2 separate regions of the Gossypium hirsutum genome follow, and region 1 is linked to region 2. The links are chromatin contacts, called in public Hi-C maps. All regions are on one chromosome and are shown on one strand. The core of a region is the stretch at or near the end of the contact, and the rest is flanking DNA. Distances in the headings are between cores, read along the strand shown. Region 1 holds the start of LOC107963372 (transcription factor MYB102). Region 2 holds the start of LOC107947743.

What was found. Hi-C and Micro-C count contacts between places; a contact is called where the count stands out from the background.
Region 1: a Hi-C map of leaf shows a contact between it and region 2, with 2.3 times the contacts expected there. The contact joins the promoter of LOC107963372 here to the promoter of LOC107947743 in region 2. A contact is called at or near these places in 2 of 34 Hi-C or Micro-C datasets (both in leaf).

What each region holds. Positions count from the first base shown.
Region 1 is chrA06:92,919,800-92,925,417 of Gossypium_hirsutum_v2.1, forward strand. LOC107963372 (transcription factor MYB102) reads left to right here and starts at 2,224. Exons shown (of 3, transcript XM_016899916.2): 1 at 2,224-2,413; 2 at 2,528-2,657; 3 at 2,740-3,563. The coding sequence starts at 2,281. The coding sequence ends at 3,397.
Region 2 is chrA06:91,967,459-91,973,142 of Gossypium_hirsutum_v2.1, forward strand. It overlaps LOC107947743, which reads left to right and starts at 4,315. Exons shown (of 2, transcript XM_016882274.1): 1 at 4,315-4,368; 2 at 4,413-5,579. The coding sequence starts at 4,315. The coding sequence ends at 5,579. It overlaps LOC107949240 (a long non-coding RNA gene), which reads left to right. Exons shown (of 2, transcript XR_001697672.2): 2 at 284-586.

The sequences.
Region 1 (5,618 bases), core at 974-3,473, 950 kb after region 2:
TATACGGTGTTAAAGAAGCATAGACTTTATCAATTGTGAAAGATTTGCAGCTATACAAAATTGTATCTTTAAAGGTTGAATAAGACGAGGGCAACAGACAAAGTAGAATTACCCCTAAATTTTCTTTATCGTACTGAACCTTCATGGCCTTTAGGTCCAAGAAAATTTCTTTAAACACAATTAAGTGTTTGTGCACAGACGCACCTTCCTTTAAATGATGAGCATAAAGGCACTATTCATATGCAACTTGTTAATTAGGTTTTTCGACATGCATAGTTGCTGCAACTTTGCCCATAATGTAGTGACGGTCTTTTCCTTTATCACATTCTGTAGAATTTCATTCGACAGATGCATATGTAATTGCATTAAAACCTTTCGATCTTTACACTTCTTCTTTTCCTCTGTCAATGTCGAAGGCATCTTATCTACCCCTAACAAGGCATACTCCAAATCCATCTACACAAGAACTGCCTACATCTTTCTCTGCCACAACGAGAAAATATAACACACAGATTTTACGTAGAAACTCTTACGGGGAAAAACCACAGGCAAAGGAGAAGAAAATTCATTAATGTTGAATTTGAATGATATAAGAGGAGTTTTGACTACATCTATTTATAGATTGAAAAAAAACCTAATTCTAATCAATGTCAAGTATATTATGCTAATAAATGCTAAATAAATTATAGTAATAAATACTAAATCGTCTAGAAATAAAATATTTTTTTAACTTAACTTGCAAGCAATCTCTTAGAATTTAGGTCACACAATTCTAACAAAATTTATTTTTAAAATTAAAAATTAAAACTTTATTTTTAAAATTAAAAATTGTTTTGACACTTTATTTCTAACTTACTTATACAATGTGTCTTAAAATTCTGAATATAGAATTTATAACAAATTTATTTTTCAAATTTCCTTCATCATAATTGACCCATAAATTATATCCATAACATTATGAATATATTATATTTATAATATTTTAAATTTATTATATTGTATTTAAAAAAACTTAAGTATATTTTTTTAAGTTGTTTATATATTCAAATATGTTTCATCAATAATTTTAAATAATATATTAATATCAATATAATAACAATTTATAAAAATAGACGAGTAATTCATGTATCATATCACATAAGATAAAAATTAATTATATATTTATGGATGCAAATTTTAAATTGTGAAAATTAAACCTTTTCCTGAAATTTATTGGAGGGGCCCTTTTTCTGTTCTCTCTATGCATACCAAACACCATTGTTATCATCCTCGAATTAAATGCTTATTTATTTATTAAAAACACACATAAGTAATTGACTTGAATCCCTCAAGTGTTAAAATAATTGCACATTACCCTCATGTGAGGGCAATAGAATCGGCCTACCAATGCAGCTTTCAATGGACAAAACAATTAACTAATCGCTTTTCGATTTTAATTCAATTTCCTTTTTAAAAAATTAAAATATAATTTTTTTAAAAATATTTCCTTTTTGTATTTGCAATTTCTTATGTTTAAAAGAAAAAAAAAATCAAAGGACTTTGAGATAGTAAGTCAAAGCCAATCTTGGTAAAATTGTAGCCATGCAAATTATGCCAGAAGAAAAGAAGGGGCAGGTGGCTGTTTCATGTTGGTGACAGCTAATATGAATCCAGAAAGTGAGGAGTGACACTCTCCTCCCGCATAATGTTGGGCAAAAAATGACTGCAGTTTATGAATTTGGATGGTAATCACATTAATTTTAGAGTTAACCTAGATCTAATTTTTAAATTAAAAATAAAATTTATTATTATTTTTTTCATCTTTAAAACTTAGAATTAAAACTTTGTTTAAAAGGAATAAATTTTTTTACCACTTAAACTTAATAACAAATTTGGATAGATAAATTTGAGATCTATTAAAAGATAAGTAATAATATCACAAAATATTAAGTATACTGATAATACATATTATATTTTAAGAAGATAAAACTTTGAAAATAATGTTGGGAGATATAACCAAAAATTTAAAAAAAAAAATTTCATAAATTATAAACCCAACTTAAAAAAATGAGTTTAACTAAAATAAATAAATAAATAAATAAAAGTAATTGATAGATTTAAAGATATGGGAGCCAAGATTTGAGGACACGTTGCCATAGTAATAAACAGAGGACGGTACCTAATCTATTTGACTTTTGCTTTGGTTTCTCTCCCTATTTATACAAGTACGTACCTATAGGGACCCTGCATCTCTTTGCTGCTGCATCATTTTTCTCTCTTCTCTGTCACTAAGCAATAAACATGGGAAGAGCACTTTGTTGTGATAAAAATGGGCTCAAAAAAGGGCCATGGACTCCTGAAGAAGATAAAAAATTGATTGATTATATTCAAAAACATGGTTATGGAAATTGGAGGACACTTCCAAAGAATGCTGGTAAACCTCTAGCATTCATTTACCGATAGGACACCATATGTTTTGTCTACGGATGAATTATAGTACTTCTTATGGACTTCACGCCTGATGGGTTTGTAAAATCTTTTATTATAGGGTTGCAAAGATGTGGAAAGAGTTGTCGTCTTCGATGGACTAACTACTTGAGGCCTGATATCAAGAGAGGAAGGTTTTCTTTTGAAGAAGAAGAGACTATAATTCAGCTACATAGTATATTGGGCAACAAGTAAGTTCTGTTTACATCTTTATTTGCTGTTTTCAGTTCTATTATTGTGTTTTTTTCCCTTAATGTTTTGTAATGTTTTAAGGTGGTCTGCCATTGCTGCTCGGTTGCCCGGAAGAACAGATAACGAAATAAAAAACTATTGGAACACACACATTAGAAAAATTCTTCTTCGAATGGGGATCGATCCGGTGACCCATACTCCTCGACTGGATCTTCTCGGTCTCTCTTTCCTTCACAACCAATATCTTATCCAGTCTTTTGCTAACCCTGAGCTTCTTCGTAATGTTGACCAATATCAACCATTGATGCAATCTAACCATTTCCATGCACAAGTCGAAGAAACCCCAACTTGTAGTGTTCCATTTTATAACGAAGAACAACAACTCGTGATGAAACCCAACTTGAACCAATTCCCATCAAATTTCAATGACTATGTTATGCCTTCAATTTTGACTGAAGATTACGTGCCGCTACCGCCGCAGTACAACTATTACGGCTCGGATTATCAAACCGTAATGGACCCTTCAATCGAAACCTCGAATTTCCATTCCATCAACAGCAACCAGAGCTTGGGGTTGGGGTCAGTTGTGTCGACGCCTTCGTCGAGCCCCGCCCCATTGAATTCAGACTTCGCATACCTCAACAGTAGCAGCACCACTGAAAACGAAACAGAAAGCTATTGCACCAACATTTTGAAGTCGGAAATCCCTGATATTTTGGATGTTAATGATTTCATGTAATTCCAAATGCATAACTCCCAAAAAGAGTTTTTCTTTTTTCTTTTTTTGATTCAGTGAGACATGTCGATACGTGTAAAAATTTCTACTAATTAATAGTTAATTTCTCTTAAGATCACTGTGTTAGAAGCAACGTTCTGTCCTTTTTCTTTTCTTTACTATTGGTATATCTTATCACATATGTATTATATTATTATACAGACAAGTCATCTTATTATATACTATATATATTTATTCAATTCATATCTACTTCCGAAAATAATGAATCAAATCATACCAAATTATATATAAGATGATGCCGTTTGCTTTCTTCACCAGATTTATGACATTTATGCTTAATCCATACTTATAAGCACTGGTTAAAGATAATTTAAGTTATTTTTTTACTGGTTTATTTAGTGTGTTGGTTTCAACTCTGATTGACAACATATCCGGAGTTTGAACTTCGTGTCCAAATCATCCTTTCCTTTAATTTAGATTTTTTTCTATTTATTTCGATATAAAAAAAAATATAAAAGTATCAATAAAAATAGAAAAAGACATTGGGTTCAAAGAGAGGAAGTGTAAGAGAAACTGTTTTTAAGGTAGTGATGAAGCAATTCTGCTTGGAAGGTCACATAATGGAAGGGGATTTGACCTAAAAAAAAAAGAGAGAGAGAGAGAAGAAAGGAGGGCACGCGTCGATCAATTAGCGTCGACCAAACCTTGAGGGTGGGAGGGCTCACCATTAAAAGGCAGAGCTTGCTTTTATTGAATAACATGGCATGACTCTTGTGCTGTTATTCAAATTCAGAACAATTTAATATCTAATGACGTAAGCATGTTGAAGGGCACGTGGCTCTACCATGCAAAAATGGGTCCCAATGTGAAGGGGTTTGACTTTGAGCTTTCTATCTAGTTTTAGACAAGCTACTCGACTGAGCTCTTTTATATATATATATTTCTTGTATACACGATTTAATGTTGGGTAAACTATCTAAAAAAGTTCTTCTCATTTTATTTTTTTTCAATCTAATCATTTTAATTAATATAATTGTTTGAATTAATTACTGTAATTAAAAATTATATTTTCCACTAACAGCACTATCAATCGTCTTCGTTCCTCTTCGTTCTTGTTTCATAAACAACTTGAACTTATCCTCCAACCCCCACATCAGCATCGCTTCAACGTCGATCCCAAGCATACTGACGATGAGCACTAACCCCCATGTCCCAAGCACTTCTTCAACTACCAGACCCCTCATAATTCCACCATTTCCGTCTCTCCATCGACATATCTATCAACGCCACAAATAAAGTTAAACAAAAATGGGTTATTTGCGATGGAGATCATCGTTAATATCTTCAAAGAACTCGAAAATGAGTACTTGAAGCAGTTTAAAAGCGTTAAAGGCAATGATAAGGTGTGTTGTATCGGTCTGGTTTCTACCATGAACAAGTTGAGCTTTGATAAATCCAAGAGAGGACAAAAACTTTGTTGTTTCGAAGAAAAAAAAAGGAACCCATTGTTTACCGCAAGCACGGTTGGACTCGAAAAAACTTGGCTTAAATGATAATGGATATAAGGCCTTCAATGGGATAGTTTAGGGTTTGGTTATCGGTGGTTCATGACAATGGCGATGGTTTGGAAGCAGTGAGTGGTAGTGCTAAGTTGGTAGGTGGCAGCCAAGGGTTTAATAAACCAAAAAAAAAAAAGAGAAGGGGACAACAGTGGTGAGCGTAGCAAGATTATGTAATCGGATGTCAAACGACAATGCTAGAGCTTAGGCGATAGAGGTATCAGCGACACAAAGGGTAGGCCAAGGTTTTCAGTTGAGAGAAGATTGCTGATAACCTAATCCATTAGTGATTAGCATAGTTTTTAACGGTAATACTTAATTCATATAATTATTTTAATTAAAAAGATTAAATTAAAAAAAATAATTACAGTAGGACATATTTTGTTTTAGAGTGATCTAATTTACCTAATTTATTCGTAAACCTTTCAAATCTCAAACAAGCAAGGAAGGATTCAGCCTCCAATTATCTCATCAAATTATTTTTCCATTAATATATTTTACATATTAATTATATCAAACTAATTAATCCATAAGCTAGTCCAAATATTATGTTACTACTTAGTAACAAATCCCTCGTAAGCTTTACGTCATTCATACGTCAAATTTTCTATTCTTTGGGGTTAAAACTCGAAGCCATCACACTTCTCCCTTTTATCTTTCTCACG
Region 2 (5,684 bases), core at 3,065-5,564:
TAAAATACAATAGCGAAAGTTCGAAAAAAAGATTCAACAGAGAACTAAAGAAAATAGAAAACAGAAAATCACGTTAAAAAATCTTTCGAAACGCCTTTTTTGATATTTAATATGCGTATTCAGTGTGCGTAAATTTTACCAGGTACATTCGGTGGCTTTTATAGCCAGAAAAATACAAATCTAAAAATACAAAAAAAAAATCTATTTTTCTTTTTGCTATTTTTCATTATATTTTGCTGCTTCTCGTGTATTCTTTTGCTGTGTTTGTTTCTCCTTCTCGCAGGTTCTGTTGATGTGGAGGTGTATGGAGAAAAAACCACTCGTGGGGAGGCCGTTCGTGGGAAGCCACTCGTGGGAGCCTGATTCTGGCTAGCTGCGGTGCTGGTGTATTCTAGAATGCTCTAGGGTTTCTGGTGCTTTCACGATATTGGGCTCATTTGGGCCAATTTTGGGTTTTGGGTTTGGGCCATTGTAATTAGGCCTAGGTTTTGGGCTGATATGATTTTAGTATTTGGATTTACTGAAAATTGTAAATGGACTATTTGGGCTTTTGTAATCTATGGACTTTATTTTGCTTTTATTTTAATTTATTTGGGTTTATTTGTTTGACTCATTTATTCATTGTAAATAACTTAAATGGGCCTGGGTAAATTGGACTTATTACAAATTTAACTTAAAAAATTGACATTTACAAAAAATTAGTATTTGAATAATTGCATGAAAATTATAATTTTATAAAATATATAGTTCAATATATTTTAAATTATTTTTAAAATTTAATAATAATGTGAGTGATGCAATAATAATTAAAAAATATGATAAGTATTTTAATATTGTTTTAAAATATAAAATCTATAATTAAACTTAGGAAATAAAAAAAAATGAGAAAACAAGGAGAGGTTATGTTGAAACATTCCCATTTCTTTTTGTTTTTTGGGTGATTTTGGGTGAATGTTGCCGGCACCACTTTGTCCAAAAAATTAGTTTTTAATCAGATATAGGGGGTGCCGGCCATCAATGTGCCAGCATATATATATATATGGTGCCGACTATTTAGTGATAGGAGAAAGGGTTAACAGTCAGTTAGTTAGCTAGTTAACTAATAGTTTGTTAGTACGTCCTTCCACCTTGTATTAAATACCCGGATGATTCACTAATGAAAGTAAGTCAGTTTATTGAGGTTTTCACTCCCATGTGTTAGTATCTTGACATGGTATCAAGAGCCATAATTTTTTTCTTGTTCTCTTTTTGATTTCATTTGTTCATGGCTACTGACGATTCTCTTCCCAGTGATACACCGCAGCATTCTTCCAACACTGAAGGAGTGGGTCAGAGCAATGTTTCTTTATCAAATGCTTAGTATTTCTCTAAGCATGATACAGTCAAACTCATTGAACGCAACTACCTACTGTGGAAGCATCAAATATTGTTGATTCTTGAGGATTATGAACTTGATGGGTTTGATCTTGGCACAGTTACCAGTCCGCCTTCTGTTCTTCCTGGACCTAATGGACAAGTTGTTTCTAATCCTTTGTTTCTTCTTCATAAGAAGCAGGACAAATTCCTGGCTTCTTGGCTTCTTTCTACAGTAACCGATGATGTCTTGGTGCATCTCACGATGGCCAAAACAAGTTCTGAAATCTGGACAGCTATTGAGCGGCGGTTTGGTGCTAAATCTACCGTCAAGATCTCTAGCATGCGGCATGCTTTGTATTCCATCAAGAAAGCAAATCTTTCAATAAAAGATTATTTGGGCAAAGTAAAGAGCTTAAGTGACAGTCTGGTTGCTGCTGGAAGTCCTGTACCTGAGCAAGAGCAGGTCAGTATTGCTCTCGCTGGACTCTCTATGGAATATGAATCTATTCGTATCCTAGCCTCGGCTACTCCTATGTCACTAGATCTCTTAACTGAACTGTTACTTGATTGTGAGACACGACAACTGGATAGTTTAACAGAGGTACCACCGCAAGCAAATATGGTGTCTCATAAAAAACAAAGTAGTATTGAAAGTTCGGAGCATACCGAATCTTCAGGGACTTATCAACAAGAATATAAAACAAGTTATCGAGGGCATGGTCGTGGTTGGTCTCGAACCAGGGGCCGTACGAATGGTCGTGGTTGGTCTCGTTCCAAGCCCCAATGCCAATTATATGGGAAAATTGGACATTTAGTCCAGACTTGCTATCACAGATTTGATGAAAACTATTCTGGTGTTAACTCTAGTCATACTGTTTCTGTCAACTATCATCAGGTTGGAGATCAAGGCGCATCTTCTTGTTCTCATGGGTGTAGCTCTTGTTATCAGCCACTGTCATCGTGTTCTCATCAGCCTTCACGAACCTCGTTTGCTGATAATACTAACCAAGTATGGTATCCAGATTTTGGTGCGACAAACCATGTTACTCCAAATGTGACTGCTCTCACAAATGTTGTTCCTTATACAGGTATGAAACATGTGTCGATGGGGAATGATGTTTCAGTTCCTATTTCTAATGTTGGGAACACTAGTATGTTGGCTGGGTTTAGACTTTTGCGCCTACGAACTATTCTTCATGTACCAACTATATGCAAGAGTTTAATGTTTGTTGGGCAGTTTACAAGAGATAATGATGTTTACTTTGAATTTCATCCTTTTTTGTGTTTTGTGAAGGATATACAGACAAGGAAAACCCTCCTAGTGGGCCACATGTCTATATCAGTTCAATTTTTCTGGCTCATCTTCTCGTACAGATGGTACATCCTCACAGTCAGTCTCAGCGAATCTGTGTACAGCATAACAATTATCACTCCTGGAGTTGTGGCATCAAAGATTAGGACATCCTTGCTCGAGTGTCCTTAGAGTTTCTTTAGAAGATTGTAATATTCAGTTCAATAAAAATAGTATTACTTCTGTTTGTTCAGCTTGTCAACTAGGCAAAGCTCATAAGCTGCCTTTCAGCTCCTCTCGAACAGTGTATTCTTCACCTTTTGAACTAGTAACAACTGATGTTTGGGGTCCTTCACATGTCAAGTCCAATGGATTTCTTTACTATGTCTTCTTTGTGGATGTGTATAGTAGATACATTTGGGTTTATTTTCTCAAGTCCAAAGCTGAAGTTTTTCAATGTTTTCTTCAGTTTAATCAAATGGGTCGTGTTCAATTTGGTTACTCCATCAAAGCTCTTCAATCTGATGGCGGTGGGGAGTATTGATCGCTCTCAAAGGAGCTTGCTCGCCTTGGTATTCAACACCGGGTAACTTTCCCTCACACCTCGAAGTAGAATGGGGTGGCTGAAAGGAAGCATCGGCAAATTGTAGATGTGGGGTTAACTCTCTTAGCTCAGGCAGGCTTACCTCTAGAGTTCTGGTATTATGTTTTTTCTTATGATGTGCACTTGATTAACAGGCTACCAACACCTGTTTTACACAACCAAAGTCCTTATGATATGTTGTATCAAGTTAGGCCATCCTATTCGTACCTCAGGGTTTTTGGATGTGCTTGTTATCCCTATTTGAGGCCCTATCATCGACATAAGCTGGAGTTCAGTCCAGTCAATGTGTGTTTCTTGGAGTGGTGTCAAATCAAAAAGGGTATAGATGCATTGCCAGTTGTGGTAGGGTGTTTGTCTCCAGACATGTCACATTTGACGAGGCGTGTTTTCCTTTCAAACAGGATAGTTCATTTGGTTCTCTTTTCAGTCAGTTCAAAGTTTTCAGCATCAATCTCGCCTTCCAGTGGTGTTGGGTAATACATCTCCTCCTACTGTTTCTCCTCATGAGGAAGGGATTACTCCGGTGTCATACGATAGCATAAGCCAAACTGATAACTCGTCTGGGTCTTGACGTTCTCTCACACCACCAGAGTCAAGACACTCACCACCAGATTCAGGACACTCATCACACTCATCTGCATCTTTTGAACAGCATCTACTCCTGGGAAATACTCACCCGATGCAAACGAGATCTAAAAGTGGAATTTACAAGCCTAAAGTGTTCACGTCTGTTCTAGAAGATGAGGAACCTACCTCCATTACAGCAGCTCTCCTACATCCTGCATGGTCAGCAGCAGCGCATGCTGAATACAAAGCCTTACTTGCAAATCATACTTGGGACGTTGTGCCTTTACCTCTAGGTCGTAGATTTTCAAAATCAAACGTAATGCCGATGGTTCAGTGGCTCGGTACAAAGGACGGTTGGTAGTAAAAGGGTATCTCCAAGAAGCTAGGGTGGACTTCCAAGAAACCTTCAGTCCAGTGGTGAAACCAACAAACATTCGTGTGGTTCTAGCTCTTGCTGTCTCGATGGGCTGGTCTCTCAGACAGGTCGACATAAATAATGCCTTCCTCAGTGGCGATCTCCAAGAGGAGATTTATATGGAACAGCCAGCGGGTTTTGAAAAATAAAGAGATAACAATCAACCATTGGTGTGCCAGTTGCGCAAAGCTCTTTATGAACTCAAACAGGCACCTAGGGCCTGGTTTCACAAGTTAAAAGAATTCCTGTTGGTCACTGGTTTTGTTGCTTCTAAAGCCGAAAGTTCACTCTTTATTCAACACTCTGAATCACAGCTACTGTATGTGCTAATATATGTCGATGACATAATCGTTACTGGGACCAACTCTCAAACCATAGATGGCTTTGTTCGAAGACTTGATGCTCAGTTCTCTTTGAAAGACCTTGGCCAACTAAATTATTTTCTAGGTATAGAAGTCCAATATACCTCTACTGGAGTGTTTCTTAACCAAAGGAAATATGTTCTCGACCTCCTACAACAAGCAGGTATGGATAAGTCAAATAGTTTACCAACGCCCATAGTACCAACGTGTCAGCTGTCTGCTCATGAAGGGAATCCTGTTGATGATGCTCATCTCTATCGGAGTATCGTTGGGGCATTGCAGTATGTAGTGATAACTAGGCCCGATGTAGCCTTTGCTGTCAACAAGGTGTGTCAATTCATGCACCGACCTCTTGATGTGCATTTTAAAGCTGTTAAGAGGATCCTCCGTTATTTGCATGGAACACTGGATCATGGCCTGAGGTTCACAAAGTGCTCCAAGCTGTTACTCGAGGGATTTTCTGATGCTAGTTGGGGAGCTGACGTAGATGATCGCCGGTCCACGTCTGGTTATTGTGTGTTTCTTGGTAGAAATCTGGTCTTTTGGAGCTCGAGGAAGCAGCAGGTTGTATCACGTTCGACTGCAGAGGTTGAATACAGAAGTCTCGCCCATGTTATTGTAGAAATGGTGTGGATACAGTCGCTGTTAACCGAACTTTGTGTTTCTCACTACGGCAAAGCACTTGTATGGTGTGACAGCTTCGCAACCGTGGCCGTAGCAGGAAACCCAGTTCAACATTCTAAATTCAAACACGTCGAATTGGATCTCTTCTTTGTACGGGAAAAAGTTGCACAAGGCCTGTTCCAAGTTGGACACATTCCAAGTCAAGAACAGGTGGCTGACATTTTAACCAAGCCCTTGTCAGCAGTCCTGTTCAAAAAATTTAAAAGTCAACTTCGGGTTTCAGTCAATGAAGCTAATGCCGGGGAAAGGAAGCAAACAAGCTCGGGGCATGATAAGAGAAAAGGGTTAACAGTCAGTTAGTTAACTAGTTAACTAATAGTTTGTTAGTACGTCCTTCCACCTTGTATTAAATACTTGGATGATTCACTAATGAAAGTAAGTCAGTTTATTGAGGTTTTCACTCCC